Linked DNA regions of Sus scrofa: region 1 is linked to region 2. A link is a contact called in public HiChIP or PLAC-seq data. All regions are on one chromosome and are shown on one strand. The core of a region is the stretch at or near the end of the contact, and the rest is flanking DNA. Distances in the headings are between cores, read along the strand shown.

Evidence for each region. HiChIP or PLAC-seq counts read pairs in DNA pulled down with a chosen protein or histone mark.
Region 1: an H3K27ac HiChIP or PLAC-seq map of alveolar macrophages shows a contact between it and region 2. The contact joins the promoter of INTS4 here to the promoter of RSF1 in region 2. A contact is called at or near these places in 2 of 2 datasets of contacts at active chromatin or transcription factors (alveolar macrophages and skeletal muscle).

The regions. Positions count from the first base shown.
Region 1 is chr9:12,430,979-12,433,678 of Sscrofa11.1, forward strand. INTS4 (integrator complex subunit 4) reads right to left here and starts at 1,292. Exons shown (of 23, transcript XM_021062562.1): 1 at 1,095-1,292. The coding sequence starts at 1,148.
Region 2 is chr9:12,276,724-12,279,423 of Sscrofa11.1, forward strand. RSF1 (remodeling and spacing factor 1) reads right to left here and starts at 1,397. Exons shown (of 20, transcript NM_001142834.2): 1 at 1,388-1,397; 2 at 1,200-1,385. The coding sequence starts at 1,385. AAMDC (mth938 domain-containing protein) reads left to right here and starts at 1,804. Exons shown (of 4, transcript XM_005667169.3): 1 at 1,804-1,924.

The DNA.
Region 1 (2,700 bases), core at 42-2,541, 150 kb after region 2:
CATGGAGGTTCCCAGGCTAGGGGTCAAACCAGAGCTGCAGGCCTATGCACCAATGCAGGATCCTAGCAACATCTGCGACCTACACCACAGCTCATGGCAACGCGGGATCCTTACTTAACCCACTGGGCGAGGTCAGGGATGGAACCTGCGTCTCATGGATGCTAGTTGGGTTCGTTTCTGCCGAGCCACAACGGGAACTCTCACAATAACAACTCTTTTACTCAATAAACTTTTGCTAAAGGAAAAAATTAAATGCTTAAGGATCAGTGTCTTGCTGCATGGTCTAAATCTTGCTACTCTACAAGCTTATGCCTCTAAGGATGCATCAATTGGGGGCTCGTCAGAAATTCAGATTATTGCCTCACCTCTCCCGCCCGATTTACTTAGTGAGTAGAATCTACAGTTTAACAAGACCCCCAGGTGATTTGTATACACAAAGCCTGAGAAGCACAACATGAGGTATGACTTGATATCGAACTCTACTTTAGGAATATCAATGAGGAAATACACGGAGAATCACTGGCTGCTGACAGGGGCTTGGCCCACCAGTCCGTGAACAACTCCAAACGAAAAAGGTATTGCCCTCCTTCCTTGATGAACTGTTCCATCAACAGAAAGTTCTATCCCTATAAAGCCTGTGACCCTCGCCTGATCTGAGTCTCGAGGACTTTAAACTCCTCTTCCAATCTCTTGGAGTTTCGCATACAGCTACCTTGTCCTTAGGCGCGCTTTTTTTTTTTTTTTGTAACGGGAGTCGGGAGAGAATCTGCCACTAATTGGCTGTGTCCACGCACCCCTCCAGAAGCCTCAAAGTCCTCATTTGTAAAATGAAGATGCTGATGTACTACGAATAAAATTAGATTACGAATAATATATTTTTGTAAACTGTAAATTTTCTGTAGTGTCAGACTGCACATGTTAATAATGACAAGCAGCAGAGGCGAACGAACACGCCCACTAAAGTGTAGTCCAGTCTATCAAAGCAGTCCGCACTCAGCCCAGCTTTGTGGCGCTCGTTCTGGCAAAGTGCCTGGGGCGCGGATAATCTTCCTCTACCCCAAATGGGTTCCGGGACTTTTCCCTCCAGGGCTTACCTGAACCACCTTAGTGAATTCCTCGTACACCCGCTTCTTCAGGTGCGCCGCCATGGCTGCCCACGGACCCTCTCAGCTTCCGTACAGACGAGGAGGCGGGGCGGAGGAATTCGGGAAAACCGGCCCAGACCGGAGGAACCAGCCACGATCCCACAAGGCAGTGGGGTTCCCGGAAAGAGAGGCCGCTTCCTGCTGCTCTACTGCTCTGCCTTGGCCAGGCTGTATTCGGCCGCCTACGCCGCGTTCGCCGAGGAAGGAGAGCGAGATAGCAGCGTGGGGGCGGGGCTTCTGCCTGGAGGAGCCAATGGGAGCGTCCTGGGGCATGCGGTCGGTCTCGGCGTCGGAGAGACTGGCGGGACCGCCGCGGAGGGAGGGAGACGGGGGAGGAAGTACTACAGGGTGAAAGGGCAGAGGCGGAGCTATCTTGAGGTAGAGGCAAAACCTGGAGCTGCTTTAAGCTGTTGCCTCTGGAATTGAGGGAGCGAGGGCAAGCTGACCTTCCCATCAGCCTTTGCTGTTGACACTGTCGGCTGTCTGTGTGTCCCTTGCACTCCTATTGGTCAAGCTGTTACTCGAAAACTGGGTTCGCCCCTTGGTGGGTGTGGAGCCAGAAGATACAGCCGAGCCGAAGAGGGGAAGAAGGAAGGATTTATTACTTGGAGCAAATAAGAATGCCAGGGATCTTTACCAAAGTGGTGTCTCTTTGAATAGCAAAACTGAGGAAGTCTTAAGCTAAGGAGCGTGCACATTCATACTCATGAAGGCACTTGAGCAGAGGAGAATTCAGCACAGAATTGGGGCGAAGGTCTACAGAGTTCAAGCTTTAGTTGACTTAAGAGGGTCAACATCAATATTCTGTCCTCCACCTGGGTGGGGCACTAACTACAAAACTCAAAAGATTTGTGTCAGGTTGTTAGGTATGTCCCATGAAGAGGAACTAGGACTTTTTTATGACTGAACTGTCTTGACTGCCCTTCCTTTGTTCCTGTGAGGCTGGAGATAGATGGGGTCCAGGCTGAGCAACTGGAATCTGTCCCCTGCGGACAAATACTTCAAGATAAGAATTATGATAAGAGTAGCTCCCATTGTGGCTCAGCAGGTTAAGGACTCACCCTTTTCTCTGTGAGGATGCAGGTTCAATCCCAGACCTCACTCAGTGGGTTAAGGATCCAGAATTACTTCAAGCTGCGGCTTAGGTGCAGGTGCAGTTCAGATCCAGTGTTGCTGTGGCTGTGACATAGAGCACAGCTGCAGTTCCCATTAGACCCTTAGCCTGGGAACTTCCATATGCCACAGGCGCAGCTGTAAAAAGAAATATATATATATATATGGCAGGAGCAAGGACTCCTTCTTGGATAAAAGATAAAGAGACCTCATGGAGTTCCCTGGTGGCCTAGTGGTTAAGGATCCTCTGTTGTCACTGCTATGGCTTGGGTTCAGTCCCTGTCCTGGAAACTCCCACATGCCATGGGTGTGGCCAAATAAAAACAAAACACAAGAGACCATATATTTCTCATTCTTGAAGTGAATGAAAGCTCCCAGACTACACATGCTCAGAAAGATTCCTCAGTTGTCAGAGAAGCGGGTGGGGGCACCAGACCGTAGT
Region 2 (2,700 bases), core at 147-2,646:
AACCTTCTCTGAGGGAAGAAATGTGCCAGAAAAAGGGAGGCATGGATCGAGAATAAACAGGGAATACGTGTAAGCGCTCAGTGAGGGTTGCAGGCAGCAGGCGCTGCGCGGAGATGCTCCAGCGAGAGACCCAGCAGCAGCAGCAGCAGCAGCAGCAGCAGGAAGTTTCAATGGGGCCGGGCAGAGCATGCGCCCTGCACCGCGCGGTGGCCTTATGTGGAAGGAGCACCACTTGCGAACACCAATAATAGACCAGCGGCACCAGAGAGAGAAACATGAGCAACAAGCACCTTCTTCAACTGTTTTCCCCTCCGTCTGAGCCCCTCCTCCAGCCTACACACTAACCACTCCACCCCACCCTGCAAATGAGAGGGCGACTTCTTCTTCCCCTAAGCCCTACTGCCAAGACGAAGGGGGAAGGACTGGAAAAGTCGGGAGATGCTTTTCTATTATTTGTGGGAAGGTGGGGAGGAGGAGGAAAACTATGGGGGGGGGATTAACCCTCTACCCTCCAAAGTGGAGAAGCTGAACCGACTTCACCTCCCCCTCCAAAACAAGAATGGAGAAGGACCCCCTCATCAGGAGGAGGAGCAAACCTCCGACAGGAGTTTCAGGGGTTAAACCGGCCCTGGAGGAGAAGGGAAGAGAGACCAAGCCGACTCTCTCGGGGAGTTCCCACTAGAGGAGGGAGAGATGAAGTGTCCGCTGGCCCCGCCCACCCAGGTGAGGGAGAGAAAGGGGCGCCCCGAGAAGATGAGCCCAGCCTCCCCCGAGATGGTCGGAGGATGTGGGAGGAGGGGAGGGAGTGAGGGAGGGGTGGAGGAGAAAGCGCAAAGCTGGCCGGAACCTGCCCTCGCCTTCCCCCGCCACCGAGAAGGAGTAGGGGTGGGGGCCGGCCCCCGCCGCGGGATACCAGTCCCAGGGGCGACCGACCAGCACAATGACCCTTCCCCGCCCCCAGCCCAGACCTGACCCGCCAAGCCCCCACCGTCCCTGGGCGCCGGGCGGAGTGGCCCTAGGGGCCTCCGCCCCGCCTCCCCACTGCCCAAGACCCCCCGGGCTGGGCGGAGAAGACTGGCCAGGCGGAACTGCGCCCCCGCCGGAGGACAGAGCCGCGGAGGCCCGGGGTGTCGGCGAAGAACGAAGAGAAGGAGTGTGCCAGGGCCGCTTCCCGCCGGGCTTTCGGGCCCCTCGCTTACCTTCTCCGTTGCCGACGTCCGGCGAAGGAGCTTGCAGCACCCGCTCCAGCTCGGGGAACGGCAACTCGGGCAGGTCGAGCAGCGGCCCGTAGCGCTCCAAGAAAGAGCAGACTACGGCGAAGTTGGGGCACGAACCCGGGCAGCCCGGAGGAGCCATCGCCGCCGCCGCTGCCGCCGCCGCCGCCATTTGAACTGGAGATGGAGGAGGAGGAGGCGATGGAGGGGTGGGGGGAGTTGGGGTGCCGAGGAATAGCAGGGCAATCTTACAGGCGACAGGAGGCGCTAGCAAGTGGGCGCCCCTGCGGATCCGAGCGTCTCAGGCACGGCGCCGCGATCCCACAATACAACAGCGGCCCGGAGCAGTCGAGAACCGAGTCAGACGGAGGAAAGAGAGGCGCTCCGTGCCTTTCACTTTCCGCCCTCTTTCCGCACCCCCACCCCCTTCTCCACTCCTCCCACCTCGGGTTTGCACTGCCTCGGTGTGACAGGAGGAATGAAAACAAGGGCTGCAGGGCAGGGAGGCGGGCTGGAAGCTGGGAGGCGGGACTTTGTAGGAACGGTGACCAATAAACCTGAAGGGGGCGGAGCTTCGCGCGTCGACTGGCCGAAAGGCTTTTTCAGGGCGGGCGAAGGGGAGGAGCGTTTAGATGCGACAGCCTGAACGTAGGTGAGAGGTAAAGCACGGAGCGGTTTGAGAGTGCGGCTCCTTGGAGAGAGGGCGTTGGGTAAGTTTTGGGGGCGCTCCTCGACCTGAAACTGGGCTACTGGTTAGTAGGGGAAGTTGAAGGGAGTGAATAAGAGGACACTTGGGGAAAAAGCACGATTATGAGAAAAAAATAGGAGAAGGGAAATGTATTAATTAATTATGTTGGGATGGGACCTTTTATGAAGAAGTCTCAGCGAAAATTTGCTGAGGGATACTGCTGAAGTACAAGAACCGCACCTGTGCTGGAAAAGCAGGGCCTGAAGACTCTGGAGGACGACGGCCTGATGCACCGGGGCTCTGCTGGGATCGTCACCCTGAGGAGTTGTGGTCCTGATAGGAAACCAGGATCTAAAGGGACCATGCCCTTCACGGGAACCAAGGCTTGAGATGACAGGGCCCTCCTGCGGTTGTCTGGGTGGGGGTGGGGGACTTTGTTGAGGTGCGAAGATCTGGGAAACTAGGCGCTGCAGGGGACCAGAATCAGAGGTGGGCTACACCTGCCCTGAGGGCGGACTTGGTAGGAGACTTGGTCCAGCTGGGTTGCAAGGACAAAAAGCAAGACTTGAGCCCTAATAGAATGGCTTCAGGACGTGGCAGATTTTTCATTTCTTTAAACTTCGGTGAAGTGGGAGTGGTTATAGTACCTATATCATAGGATTTTACTAGATAATTCACAGTACACTGATTAGCACAATGCCCTGGCACATTGTAAATTCTTAAAAAATATTAGTTGCTATTATATTAGAAGAAAAGAGTTCCTAAAATTTAGATTGAATTAAGCAATATGCAATTTAT